Linked DNA regions of Mus musculus: region 2 is linked to region 1. Evidence: chromatin contacts called from public Hi-C data. All regions are on one chromosome and are shown on one strand. Each heading gives the region's core, a stretch centred on a gene start, on an enhancer-like site or on the middle of the called end of the contact. The rest is flanking DNA. Distances are from core to core; before and after follow the strand shown. Region 1 has its middle 30 kb from the start of Gm40744. Region 2 overlaps Ube2n (ubiquitin-conjugating enzyme E2N).

The links. A called contact is a pair of places that touch in the nucleus more often than the background predicts.
Region 2: a Hi-C map of the C2C12 cell line shows a contact between it and region 1, with 3 times the contacts expected there. The contact joins two enhancer-like sites. A contact is called at or near these places in 7 of 39 promoter capture datasets (the 3T3-L1 cell line, hippocampal neurons, liver and 2 more), 4 of 15 datasets of contacts at CTCF or cohesin (the NIH/3T3 cell line, embryonic stem cells, large pre-B cells and 1 more), 31 of 484 Hi-C or Micro-C datasets (the AML12 cell line, B cells, the Ba/F3 cell line and 21 more), 4 of 115 datasets of contacts at active chromatin or transcription factors (astrocytes, bone marrow-derived macrophages, craniofacial prominence and 1 more) and 1 of 9 other capture datasets (embryonic stem cells).

The regions. Positions count from the first base shown.
Region 1 is chr10:94,988,306-94,995,656 of GRCm38.p6, forward strand. No RefSeq gene overlaps it. Among named protein-coding and RNA genes, the nearest start is that of Gm40744, 30 kb to the left of the region's middle. Within about 2 kb of position 3,101, at least 149 of the 459 cell types and tissues checked have an H3K27ac peak or open chromatin away from gene starts, as enhancers often do. A contact at or near this core is called in the C2C12 cell line, cortical neurons and liver, where this site is marked.
Region 2 is chr10:95,540,511-95,547,861 of GRCm38.p6, forward strand. It overlaps Ube2n (ubiquitin-conjugating enzyme E2N), which reads left to right. Exons shown (of 4, transcript NM_080560.3): 2 at 695-941; 3 at 1,128-1,268; 4 at 1,762-5,148. The coding sequence ends at 1,802. It overlaps Nudt4 (nudix (nucleoside diphosphate linked moiety X)-type motif 4), which reads right to left. Exons shown (of 5, transcript NM_027722.5): 5 at 6,497-7,351. Among named protein-coding and RNA genes, the nearest start is that of Mir3058, 15 kb to the right of the region's middle. Within about 2 kb of position 4,366, at least 40 of the 459 cell types and tissues checked have an H3K27ac peak or open chromatin away from gene starts, as enhancers often do. A contact at or near this core is called in the C2C12 cell line, cortical neurons and liver, where this site is marked.

The DNA.
Region 1 (7,351 bases), core at 1,851-4,350:
ATGTTCAGTATGGCATGTGGTGTCTGTGTGTGTATATGGTATAGTGTGTGTATGGTGTAGTGTGTGTATGTATGTGTATATGTATGTGTATATGTGTGTGGTGTGGTGTGTATATATATGTGTGTGTGTGGTGTGTGTATGTGTGTGTGGTGTATATGTTTGTATGTGGTATGGTGTGCAGCGTGGCATGTGGTGTGTGTGTGTGTGTGGTGTGTATGTGTGTGTATATGTGTGTGCATTCACATATACATCTTCATAACCCTTATGAGATAGGTAGGTATCACTATTATTCCTGTCTTGCATGAGGAGAGGAACAACACAGAGACCTTACGTGAGTGGTGTCCAAGCCAGGGTTTGGAACTAGGCGGTGTGGTTCCAGCATTTCAGCTCTGAATCCTTTCCTCTTTGAGCAGAGGGGCCGTGCTTGCCTTAGCTACTGAATTTCACTTTAGAAATTAAGTTCTGCTCTCTGTGTCTAGGCATCAGCTGAACAGATGTGTGGGGCAATGGTGTCCATTCCAAAGTTCCAGAAAGTTCTCATACATTCACCTTACATACATCTACAGAGAAGAAAGCTCGGTGGTAGCTGCCTGGACATGGTCTCGGGGGTAAAGCTCCATGTGTCTGATGATCCACACCCATCCATCATGAGGACAACCATGCTGGAGGGGTGAGGACCCAGGGAGAGGGACTAAGAGAAGACAGTGGCAGGTGGCCTCGTGGATCATAGTCAAGGCCTTCAGCTTGTTTTGTGTGAGATTTCTAGGGGGTTCTGGCCGATCTGCCGTTGTCTGACTTATAAAATACAAACACTCTTCAGGCCCGCTGCCATGTGTTAGCCCTCACTGTGAACCACCACTGAGGGGGCTCTCCCAGGGAGTGGCCCTGGGGAAGTCTGGCTATTGTTTCCACTGAATGGATGAGCTCTTGGAGTAGAGAGTGCTAAAGTAGCTTTCCCCAGAGCATACAGTTGGTCCTCACAGAATTTGTGCTCTTTCACCCTAGCTAGGACTTCTGCAACTCAGTGTCCTTTGGCCAGCCAGCACTCATGTCCCCAGAGAGAAGGTCCCCTGCCCAGTTGTCGTTTTTTACCTCCTGAACTCTGTGGCACACTTTGGAGCATAACTGCACACTTGGCCTGGCAACCAGGTAACCATTCTTTCCTTAGAGCCTTATGCTTCTTGCCCTATGCAGTTCAAGGTTAGCAGGTTCTTGGCGGCCTGCCACAGCCGTGTTTATGGATGGTGTGTCTAGGTTCACATCAACGGAATTGGTGCAGGGTGAGGGTGTACCCATTTCTAGCTTCTACCCTGTTTTCCCTTTTCGCTTCTGAAGCCAAAGAGCACAACCCATCTCTTGCTTCCTGTCCATTCCCAAGCCATAGTCTGTGAGTGCTGCAGACCTTGCCATTGATGGAGCAGCTCCCAGACTTTGTCCCTTTGGAATCTTCCAAGGCCAGGGACACTGGTGACCAGTGTCTCCCTTGGCCCATGTCCCACTCAGCACCTTTCCTGTCTTCCTGATGGCTTGTTCTCAGTTCCAGAGAGGCCCACACCTCCGCCCACATGTTTTCAGTTCTGTTCTCCACACCTATGACATCATGTGCTCACGCACATTGTAATTCCGGTCCCAGTATGGTTCCTGAATTCGAGTGTTTCTGCCTATATGGTGTTCCAGCTGCACGCCCACAAGATTCCTGGACTCTCACAACCCAACAACACCACTCATTATCCCCATCCCCACCCACCTCTCAGAATGATCCCAGCACATTCTCTGGTGACCTGTTCACCCCTTTAGACGGTGCGGTGCTCCCTCAAAGCCTGTCATGTGCACACCCTGCCCTTACTGCCTTTTCTGTATTCTACCAGCTGCTTACTGATGTATAACTACTGCAATGGTGCAGTTACACCCTCTCGTTCTGGAAGCTCTTTGTGAGTTCAGGTCCTTGGGCCTTACTTATAGAGTCTGATTTAGTAAGAACAAAGGTAGGGTCAGGGATATATAGTCTTAGATGCCCCCTATCCCAGTAAACAAAACAAAACAAAACAAAACAAAAAACCAACCCATGACCAAGGCCTCTCAGCCCAGTGCTTTGTCTGTGGATTAAGAGCTACAACTAGAGTTGCCTAACATCTTCTGACCACTTGATAGTTCCTGAGCTGTATCGAGCCCTGTCTATGCAGGCACACCACTAACTCTAGGTTTAAACCACTGACGACTCCATTTTACGCTGTGAACACAGGGGTACAGGGAGCCATCAGTCTGTCCAAGGACACTGTGCCTCCCATCCAAAGCCTGTTCTCAATGCTACGTTTTCCTTTGTCGTCTGCCTGCATGGTCCTGCTGGCCAGATGGCTTTTGTTCTCCAAGTGGCCAACCCCCTCCATTTTTCTGTGGCTTCTGAACACATTGCATAGCTATCAGCTTAAATCCCCTCCAATTGGTTAATCATAGTTTTATAGACCAGCACAGACAGCCTGAGTCCTCTCTCTGTGGTGTTGCAAAGCTAAACTCAGGCGTCAGCTGGGACTTGGTTTTTCGCAAAGCAAGCTTTGGCTTCTCTCCCAGCGCCCTGGCCACTGTCAGAACTCACTTTCTCACAGTTTGGCTCTCAGCTCTCTCCCGGCTAGCCAAATTCCTAATGAACAACCAATCAGAGAAAACTCCACAAGAGTCCTTTTGAGTCTCCAATCTCTTCTGCCAGGAACATTCCAGTCCCTTTAAAGTGTTCAGCTGATTGGGCGAGGCCTGCCTTGGACAAGCTTTAGATTTTTAAGATTGGCAGACCCGGGGATCTTAACCACACCCACAGATTCTCTTCCCAGCAGCCCTCAAGTTCATTGTTTGAACAACGGAGTGGAAGGATGTGTACATTGTGGGCTGTCAATCCACTTTTATTCTGTCACGCTACTTGACCTCCAGGACCCAGCTCAAGTGGTGACTGCTCTCCTCCATCCACAAATCACACACACACACTCCATTTTTCCAGTGGACTATGGTGTTTTTTAAATAAAACACTCCCCCAAACCCGGGTCCATTTTCTGCACCAACCTAGGCTGTTTCTAGAGAGCAGGAGCCTAGACTGGGACATCTGTGTTCCCAGTACCTAGGAGAGCGTCTAGCTTAACACATTCGCTGCTAGAACGATGTGCCAGTTGAGCAAGCTCTCCAGATAAGAGCGTTTCTTTCGGAATCACGTAGGACAATGCTTGCGGGGAAGTGCTAGAAACCTTCAGCGAGGCTGTCTTTGATTCCCCAGGTCTTTGAAGGCAAAGATGAGCTCCAGTTTACTTAAAGCTCCTCTGAGCAGAAGCCTCGGCAACGGTGAGGCGGGTGGACCACTAGGTGTCACTCAAGATTCAATAAAGAGACGCAGGTCCTTAGAAAGCCATTTCTACCTTCCCTGGGGGAGGAAAGTGCTTAGGTGGTCCCCAGCCATTGTTTCTGTTGGTTCACGATCCCTCATTAGCCGCTGTTCTCTCTCTGCGGACGGACGCATTCTGGGTCTAAAATAGGACACCAGGCAGGCACCACGAGAGTTGGAACCTCCCGACTGTCGAATACAGCCTCGCAGTTTTATAGACAGGCAACTGACGTGTGTGTGTGTGTGTGTGTGTGTGTGTGTGTGTGTGTGTGTGTGTGTGGCTTTAGGGTGTGTCTGAGTTCCCTCCTACTCAAAAGTGTCTGAGATCTTTCTCAGGACCAAGACCCCTAGCTCCGGAGCTCTAGAGCCCAAGATGAGGAAGGTAATAGGGAACAAAAAAAGTAATAATCGGCCGTCTTTTTCTTAGAAACGAAGGCCTCAGGAGTGGGGGGACACTGTCTCCTTGGGATCAAGGACTGCAATTAGCCACCGGGCTGAAGGGAAGGGGCTAAGAGAGGGCTTGTGAGGAACAGCTCCTTGGCTTGATCTCTGGTTGAGGTTTTTTTTGTTTTTTGTTTTAAATGGCCCTCTAGAAGTGAAATCTAGGCATAGGGCTCACCAACTGCCAGGTTGTATTTTTCTTCACCCTCGGCAGAGGGCGCCCTTCCCCCGTCTCAGCTCCCTGCTGGGCCAAGGCCTGAGGCCAGCCCGAATCTTTACCCAGCCGTCTTGTGAAGCACCAGGGGCCAGCTGGCTCATTACACTGAGATAATTCCGGACACACTTATGTTTGACCTTGGACGCGGTCTTGAGATGTTCTACCCCTTTGGCCCCTGTGGTTCTAGGGCACATTGCTATCTTAAGTGAATATTGATTTGCCTTTCTTGGTGCTCCTGGGAAATGAGAGGTTACCCCACTGAGAAACCAGTTAAAGAAAGCTTGTTCGGAATGGAGAGTCCTGCCGGGCTTCATACACACACACACACACACACACACACACACACACACAGAGAGAGAGAGAGAGAGAGAGAGAGAGAGAGAGAGAGAGAGAGAGAGAGAGAGAGAGAGAGAAAATCTAATCTATCAATGCAATACATTCTTTTAAAATCTGGGAGCCTCCGGCCCCTCCCCCATTTGATTTGCTCGTTCTTCTTTGCATGAAAAAAAGTCATTCATTCATTCATTTAGTTTTACAACATGTGTTTTTATTAGGCACATTCTGGATGCCAGGGACCTGGCTTGGGAAAGCGGGCTGGCTTGCTGGTTTGGGTGAAGTAACTTGTGGGAAAGGAGATAACTGAAGAGATATTTGTAGGGATAAGAGTGAGCTATGCCTGAGATGACAGCCAGAGAGGAGAGGCAGAATGGGGTGGGGGTGGGGATGACAACAAGCCTTACCTGAACCTCAGCCAGGACTCTTTTCTGCCTCCCCTCCCTCTTGGGTTGCAAACTTAACAAAGGAAGTTGCGAGTTTTTGCTCTCCGCATAGCCCTTCTCTAGGTGAAGCCAGAGGCAGAGTGTGGCTAGACTCTGTTTCCAGCTTTGCACCACACTCCTGGGCTGAGCACCAGCCATTTTGCATGTTGAATTCACATCACTCATTGCCTGTGAGGCTTAACACGCTCTAAAAACAAGATGCCCATCTGGGTGCTGCAGCTGTTTCTCAGTGCTTGCCGAGCAGGTATCAGGATGCAGGTACCAAGGATGCAGGAAGGACCTTAGAGACCAAGGAGGAAGGCTGCTGGCTGAGAGGTGTTACAAAGGGATGATTCTGGGTCTGGGCCTTTAAGAACAGGTGAAATTAAGAATTAGTGTGTTCTGGGGAGACATGAAGAAATGTCTATTGACCCAGATAGGACATCCACGGCAGACCAAAGGAACAATTCTACTGTGGTGAGCCAGTGAATTTATTAGGGCTACTTGGTGACACAAAGGCTTGTGGCACTGCTGAAAAAGCTTATCCCCAAACTGCTAACCACATAATCCCCAGAGCTTTCTGCACAACTCTCCGGTGTGTGTGACCCAGGTTGGCTGGGCTCCAGTCCCATCTCCCCTCCCCCGGCCTCCTACCTCCAGTAAGTGTCACTGCTCGGGTTGGAAAGATGGCTTAGCGCTTAAGAGCACTGACTGTTCTTTTGAAGGTCCTGAGTTCAAATCCCAGCAACCACATGGTGGCTCACAACCATCCGTAATGAGATCTGACTCCCTCTTATGGAGTGTCTGAAGACAGCTACAGTGTACTTACATATAATAAATAAATAAATCTTTTTTAAAAAAAGTGTCACTCCTTATATGGTGTTGGGAAGGGAGGGCCCCTCTTGTGAATTTCCATAGCTTCTTGAAACTCAGAAGTTTTGTTTATTTCCTTAACAAGCCTCTGTTCGAGTTGGGGTGGAGGTGGGCATATGCTTCAGTTCCAAGGAAATATCTACTCAGCAATCAGGACTGGGTCCTGGATAGTTAGAAAGAAAAAAAAAAAGATTAAGACAAGTCCAGTATGCTTGTTAGCCTCACTAAGACAGAGAAGTTTGCCTCCACCATCCATGTTATCTGTAGTCCCAGAGCAGGCAGGTGGGCTCTCTGTGGCCCTGCCTGTGTCATTCTCAGAACAATGAAGGCAGAAGAAGGCAGAGGCTCAGGTCATCACCTCTACCTGCAACTGCAGGCAGAGCTCTGAATAAGGGGTTCAGACCACTGCTCCTCCTGTGCGCTCCTATAGCGGGCAGCGTCTTTCCTGTTGCCTTCGTGGTCTGCCCTGCCGGCCTTGGCCGCCTGCTCTCTGCTCATTTCACGATGGCGGCAGTCTCGTTCCCCTTCTTTAACCAAGCCCTAACTGGACCTTTCCTCACCCATATGCTCTTCCCGCGGCCTCCTTGGTGGCCTGCTCATCCCTGCTAAGGCCTCAGTTATCACCGTGGGCGCACTTTTCCCTCCCCTGAGACTGCTGGGCAGTGAGTAGATCCCCTGCTCCCTGCTGTAGCTACTTCCGAGGACTCAGGGCAACCTGAAGCGACCTCACTTAACTGCCCGTTTAGTCTCCGTCTGTGTGTAATCTTGGGCACTGGGACTTCCTGTCTTCCTCTCTTCAATAGCACGGGGCAGTCCAAAGATGGTAGATCATGTCGAAGGTACTCCATAAATATGTGTTAAGTGAACTGAATAAGAGAAGAAAACCCGGGTTGGAGTGATGGCTGTGGTGAGAACTTGGTGTTGAGGGTGTCTTGTGCTGACACCTGTCCTTTTCTGTGCTGTGACATGAACGTATCTGCAGATGCTATGCTAGGCGATGCCAGAGAGACACCAAGGACCATCATCCCGTTTACCCATCGGATGCCCAACTGCATTGAGACATAGTGTTAAATGGTAGGTGCCGAGGTTGAAGGGAGGGAGGCAGGAGGAGCTACTATTTGTAGAGGACAAAAAGGCTCTGGAGTTAGGTGGAGGCAAGGGGCACCTCACCCAAATGGGATCACATGTATTCTTCTGTGACAGGATGCTTCCACCTAGCAGAATGTCTTCCAGGTTCATTGGCATGATAACAAGAGTCAAACTTCTCTTCTGTTTTTTAAAAGGTAAAATGAAACATCTCCTCTACCCTACTTTGGAATAAACTACCAAGATTAAAGAGGAGAAAACACCCACAAAATAATTAATGCACAGATGGGGGAGGGGAGAAATCACTGAAAGGGCAGGAGAACATAGAAGGATAAGGATAGTACGACGGTTCCCAGCCTAGTATGACAGTCCCGCCCTAGTATGACAGTCCCCAGCCTAGTATGATGGTCCCCAGTCTAGTATGATGGTCCCCAGACTAGTATGATGGTCCCCAGCCTAGTATGATGGTCCCCAGTCTAGTATGACAGTCCCCAGCCTAGCATGATGGTCCCCAGCCTAGTATGATGGTCCCCAGCCTAGTATGATGGTCCCCAATCTAGTATGACGGTCCCCAGCCTATATGATTTTCCCTAGCCTAGTATGATGGTCCCC
Region 2 (7,351 bases), core at 3,116-5,615, 550 kb after region 1:
AGATTTATTTATTTTATGTGTATAAGTACACTGTAGCTTTAGATACATCAGAAGTGGGCATCAGATCCCATTACAGATGGTTGTGAGCCATGTGGTTGCTGGGAATTGAACGCAGGACCTTTGGAAGACTAGTCAGTGTTCTTAATCACTGTGCCATCTCTCCTGCCCAGTGACTTGGTTTTAAATATAATTTAGAGCAGGTTGCTTTGCCTATTGTAGCAACCCTGGTGTCATTTTTCTTTTCCTTTTATGTGAGCATAAAAATTGGTTTTATTAATCCAATCTAGAATGTGATAATGTCCTGCAGTTATATTCAGTTGGTTGTTGTTACATGAATGGTCTGGTGTTGGTTGGTTGGCTGGTTGGTTGGAAACAGGGTTTTCCTATATAGCCCTGGCTGCTTGACTGTCCTGGAACTCACTATGTAGGCCTCTGCTGGGATTAAAGGTGTATCCCATCATACCTGCCATAAAGCCTTTTATTATTGTTTTGGGTGTGTGCATTATTATGGCATGATGCAGAGGTCAAAGAAATTCTTAAAAGAACTCAAAGAAGAGTTTCACGTTTTATGTGAAAATTATGCCATTGGGAGATTGTGTTATATTTAATTTCAAAAGACGAACTTCCTAATTTTAATTTTGGTGTCTAGTGAAATGACATTTGTTTCACAGGTATGCTTGTTTTTCTGTTGTAGGAAACCCAGCGTTTGCTGGCAGAACCAGTTCCTGGCATTAAAGCAGAACCAGATGAGAGCAACGCCCGTTATTTTCATGTGGTCATTGCTGGCCCCCAGGATTCCCCCTTTGAGGGAGGGACTTTTAAACTTGAACTATTCCTTCCAGAAGAATACCCAATGGCAGCACCTAAAGTACGTTTCATGACCAAAATTTATCATCCTAATGTAGACAAGTTGGGAAGAATATGTTTAGATATTTTGAAAGGTAAGTGTTGTTTGTCACCCTGTGCTTTATTAACGTGTCCTTTTTGTCCTAAGCATTCTACATTTAGAATGTAAGCATTGGAATCTCACTGTATGCTAACAGCCCCAGAGTGTGTGGGAGGGAAGTGCAGCAGTTCTGGGCCTGTTGTCCATGCTTTATCATATACTGGGCCTGTTACCTTCATAGATAAGTGGTCCCCAGCACTGCAGATCCGCACAGTTCTGCTATCAATCCAGGCTTTGTTAAGTGCTCCTAATCCAGATGATCCATTAGCAAATGATGTAGCCGAGCAATGGAAGACCAACGAAGCCCAAGCCATAGAAACAGGTACTTAATATCTATTCTCTTTCTTTCACCTGCTCTGCTTTTCAAGCTAGGTCCCTTACCATTTGATGTTTTATTTACAAGCTTACATTTAAAAATATTCTGTGAAGGAGATTTTGCAGTGTTTAACCACATGTATATACTATAATGACTACTGTATTGGCAGTATGTGAAGATACTAGAAAACTTGGAAACTGTTCTTTTTTTATGGTCCACTTAAAGGATATAGCCATTTATAGAATCAACAAACTTCTTCCTGCTATAAACATATCATCTATTCAAAAATGAAAGAACGTTTTCTATCTGTTGAATTTTATGAAAGGTTTGAAGCTAGTCTAGTCTATATAGTGAGATTCTTAGAAAACAAAACCCCTAATTAGTTGCACTGTTTTGGTAGTAAGGTATTCAGAAAACTGGTCTGATCCAGTTTATAGGAGATGGTATCTATCTTGTTTGGAAAGAAACTAACAGCTGCATATTTGTTTTTTGTCTACAGCGAGAGCATGGACTAGGCTATATGCCATGAACAATATTTAAGTCGATCAGATCATCGAGTGTACACCACTTCTCCTGTTCTGCCAAGACTTCTTCCTTTTTTTGTTTGCATTTAATGGACACAGTCTTAGAAACATTACAGAATAAAAGCCCAGGCATCTTCATCTTTGGTGATTACATGCACATTAGCAAATCTGTCTTGTCCTGATTCACTGTTGTAAAGCATGAGCAGAGGCTAGAAGTACCATCCGGGTTGCTGAGAGATGCTGAGAAGCAGGACTCTCTGCTTTGACTCCTTCCCCATCATGGTTAAAGTACAAGGCACTGTGAATGAAGGTAGTTGTCAGGGTTAGCTGCCAGGGGTATGGGTGTTATTTTATTTTTAGGGGGAAAGTAGTTTTATTTTAATTTTATGGCCCCCTTCCCCCTCCCCCCTCTTAAAGGATCTAATTGCAGTGGTTAAATGCAGCTAACCAGTTTTTTTAGAATATGCTCTCTAGCCAAGTCTAACTTTAGACGCTGTAGATGGACAAGCTTGATTGTCTGAACCAAAATGGGAACATTAAATAAACATCACAGCCCTCACTAATAACATTGTGACTTTGCTGTCAAGTGTAGATTCTCCACCCCCACCCCCACCCCGAAAAGACGAAGAAAAAGCTTGTGACCATTTTGTATGGCTTGTCTGGAAACTTCTGTAAATCTTATGTTTTAGTAAAATATTTTTTGTTATTCTACTTTGCCTTTGTACAGTTTATTTTACTGTGTTTATTTCGCTTTCCCGATGTGACAATCGTATTTAAAATTAAAATGGATGGGACATTCTGTTTTAGTCCTCTCCATCTGACAAATTGGCAAGAGGAGAATTTTACCAGTTTGTTTCATTGATGCAGATCTGTGTTAGGATTCTACTGAGTGAGTATTTATAAACTGGCTCTGAGCATGCATGAAGCATCAATATCTCTTTTTTTTCTTAAGCCTCCTAGAAATTTGAAATAAATATTACCTGATTCAATTAGGTGATCCTTGGTGTCCTTGCCATGTTTGAAAGTTGACCATACTCAGCAGTCACAGTGAAGAGGGCAGTTGCATGTCACATATGGCATTTGAGCTTCAGGTGTAGGTTATGACTTCTCTTGGTTCTTGTCTGAACACTATATGACCATTGGTTTGTGCTATTAGGAAAACTCTAGTTATTTGATTTTGCTGAGGCAGTTTTGAGTCCTCCTGCAGACCTAATGAACCCGGCAAGTGGTGTCATTGGCTCTTCAGTTCCTGTGCATTTGCTATGTAGCCCTGGCTGTCCTGGAACTCACTATTACAGACCAGGCTGGCCTTCAACCCAGAGATCTGGCTGCCTCTTCTAGGATCAAAGGCCACTGTGCCCAGCTATTCCTTTTATCCTTTAATTTGCTCTTAGTAGTTGTTTTTTTTCCTGTGTAAAACAATCCCTTTCCACATTTTCTACATGGAATTTCTGATTCTTGCTATTTTAAAGTCGTATACATGTAAATGCTAACCTTATGGTCAGAAATCTTCATCTCCATAATCTTCATGCAAGGTTATGGATTTCTTCATAACTTAAGTTTTTTTTCTCTTTTGAATGCAGACTATTTTATTGTGTTAGAATAGAATTTAATAGAATTATCTATTAAAATTATATTTTCAACATATAAGAGCTTTTGACAACTGATAACTGGATCCTTCCAAATAAATGCATTTTGTTAACAAATGTAAAGTTTAGAATAAAATTGCTAATGGCCCTACCTGATACTGTGAAATTTTAAACTCTCTAACAGCAGTTGTTACAATTCTTGGCCTGAGTACATCTTTGTCCATGGCTAAGACAGTTCTCACTTTAAAAAAGCAGACTTGACAGGACTTGAAGTTAACCATTCACCACTCAGCATTCCATCCTGAAAGCCAGAGCTGCTCCTAGTCATAGCTGATGCCTTACACATTACCCACAGTGGCCTGGTGGGCAGAGGTTTCAGTTTTCCCAGTTTACATTAGGACTCCTAATTTCCTGGCATCACATTTTCTTTGAAGGTTTTGATGAGTCCCATTGTTTGAAATTTGCTCTCTTAGCCAGTTGGAAGAAGCAAGAATTGTTACTTATGCCTGGGCTGAAAAGAAACAACAGGTTGAGGTGGAGGTTGAACTCTGGTAACTACACCTGGCTTATGGACCTGTTTTCGTTGGCCAGGAAAATGGTTGGTTCAGAGCTGTTAAATGATAGTATTGCAGAAACTCGGGATAGTGAATAAGACGTAGCACTAATTAGACTGATGATCATTGTGTGGACATCTCCTGGCAGGAGCTGAGTAGCAGTTACCACTGGATGACATGCCATTCTCTTTTTCTGTTTAAAGTAGGTCGGAATCATTCCCAGCCTACCTGTTTCTGTATGTGTGGTTCTGTTTTCTTACAAAGTTTTGACTTTGTAGCCCCAGCAAAAGAAAGACATTCACTTAACAAAAGCATATTAACATTTGCCTGCTGCTTGCTGGTTTGAGGATGTAGATGTGAATGAATAGTTTGGGCCTTTCCTTTGAAGGGACAGCATAGGCGTGGGAACAACACAATAGTTGCAGCTCCTCTTGGAAAGGCTAATCTTCTGGACTCAAATCAGACAAACGCCTCCAACCTCCAGAAATCTGCACATGCAGAGCTCAGAGAGAGAAGAAAACCAACTTCTTCCAAATTGGCATCTTGAAGTCAGTTCTGAAGCCCTAGAGTATAAATGTGGGCTTTGTGGTTTGAAGTTTTTGTTCTCTTTTGTTGTCTATTTTGCTGTGATTCACTTCTACTGTGAGATTAGTTAGCCTTGGTTCACTCAGATCATAGGCATTCTGTATATAATACTGAATACTCACACTAGACCAGGAATGTACTTGTAAGATAAAGTTCAGTGTAAATCGATATATTCAAACCACAGGGGTGCTGTGCTCAGCATTTCTCCGGAGGGTGGGGAAGACCATCTGGTGTTCTGTAAGAGTGCTCCCAGTCAGCCAAGTAGACCTCAGTGGTGTCATGTGGACAGTTGGTTGGCTTTGTTTCCCTGGTGGTTTAGGTATTGTTCTCTTGACTAATGTAATAACATCAGTTTTTATTACTGCAGAATCGGAAGTTTTAGGACTACATAGGAGAGCTATCCACATACAAATTACGAAGTGAGATGAGAAATTGGGTACCTAACCCACTATTCCGTAAGAAATATGTAATATTTCATTGGAATGTATTCTGGGGCTGGGAGCAACATTTCATTTAGCTATGAAGCATGCCGCCTTTTAAGGAGCTATATCAGGGTTTATATTTTAAGTAAAAGGAAAACATGTTGAATGTAATTTCAAAGAAGTATAAACAATAAAAACGTATACCGATTGGATGTGATGATTTGACTGGTCTGTTTCCTGCACTGCTCACTCACCTCCACACTCATTTCATTATCACTAAGGCTGGGCATCTTTGCTCTCAGGGTTAGCCTTTCCCTCTACACACTTCTGTTACTAGGGATTGAACCTTTTCTTGTGTGAGTTAGGCAAGTACCTCCAAGATGATAGTCATCTATCTTAGCTGGAATCGTCCAGGAAGGTATTAAAAACCAGGGAGAAGCTGGGTTAGGGGGCAAAATGACTTTAAATCCCAGTATTAAAGGCTAAGTAATCAGCTCAAGGCCAGCACAGAATACTTTAGTACCAGGACAGCTGGGGCTTTTAGGGAAGGCACAGGGTGTTTTGTCTATATGAGCACCATGTTTGTGGCACTAACCTCAGACTAGTTTGTAAGCCGATGTATGGGTGTTAGGAAACGGCAATTCACCTCATGATAAAGCTTGATTTTGGAAGATCTTTGTTTCTGTGTATCTCTGGCTGGCCTGGAACTCAGAAATCCCCTTGCCTCTGCCTCCCAAGTGCTGGGCGTGCACCACCACACCCGACTTCAATAAAATTTTTACAAACTATAGAACAAAAAAGCTATACATGGAAGACTTAGATGCTATGCATAAACAGATAGTGAGGCAGCTGGTTATTCTATCCAGTGTGACAGAAAATCCTGGTTTTTCTCTGTAGTCCTGGCTGCCCTGGAATTTCTCTATAGCCCAGGCTGACCTTGAACTGAGATCTTCCTGCCCCTGCTAACTATGCCTGGCTTCAGACTTGGAAATTGAGACCAATAGAGACCAGGCTGGCTTTGAACCTGTGATTGATTAGCATAGCAGTGCTGCTCTCCTTGTCTCCCAGAGCTTAAAGGCATGTGTTATTACTACTTACCCAGCCCAAACTACTGCATTTAATCACTGCTCTGAAACTTCTAGTTCTTTTACATGTTTGAGTGGAAATTATAGTAAGGAATGTCCTGTTATTTTTCTAGTTTTGGTTATTAACCTATTAGGAAACTTCATGGCGTTAAGCCACCAATCCAAGTTAGTCGAAGTGCACAAGAGCTGTGTGTGTGTGTATGAAGTCTGATGTGAGTTTTACTGTAGAATGCCACATGGAAGTATAGAATGGCTGCACATGATATAAATCTAGCTGAGGGAACAGATTCTATACAGCAAAGGCATAGCTCTGAAACCTGTGTGTGTGATGCTGTGAACCTCTGTGGGTGCTGGAACCAATGTCAGATCATTTCAAAGAAGAGCAAACACTCTTAAGCCATTTCTCTAGCCCCCTGTAAAAGCATGTACCTGAAAGATGAAAACAGGCTCTTCTTAAACTAAAAATAAACATACAGAGGTTGTTTCCATTTTTATTTGATGTTTCCAAACGTAAAAAAGTCAAGATTCTTACAATTCTTACAACAGTTCGAATGCAACCATCTCAGATGAGACCATGCAAAGCAACTCTTGTACACATACCCTTTTCTCTCCTTCACCTTTGCTGCTTCATACGGTGTGACTGACAACTGGATGGCTTGTCCTTGGTGGGAAAATGCCATTTCTTTACACCACCACCCAACAGTTTCTACTTTTTTGCAAGTCAATTTTTAACAAGTTACTTTGCTTTTTTCTTTTAAACATTAGGAGGCACATGGAACTGGAGAATTTAGCTGCCCCGTTTTATTCAGCGCCTGCACAGATAAGCACAAACAGCAGTCTCCCCGCTGCAGGCGGCTGGGCTGGTAGACATGAGCTCTACTAGATTCAATTTCCTTTAGATCTTTCAAGTTCTGGGTTCCAGAAGAATAATGAGGAGCCCTCAGGTGAAATTTAACAGTGAAGCTGCATTCAGTTGCATTCTGTAAATCTTTGCTATTTGCATAGACTAAAGACAGTTTGCTAAATGGCACTGAAAGAAATCCTGACCCAGGTGACATGACTTAGTCCAAATGTTTCTGACCAAAGAAATTATACAACAATATTTATAGGCTAACTTTTAAAGAGATGGTTGACATGAATACTGTACATATTTTACATATAAAATAGGTTCATGCATTATTACCTCTGAGAGTATCGTGTACATACAAACCCCCAAGCACTTGTGATGGTTTATTTGCTGGAAGCAGTATTCTATACAAAACAGTCCAGTTTCTCTGTTGTGTTTAGTACAGGGAAGAATTGCAGAGAATCGTGAGAAAACAAGATAGAG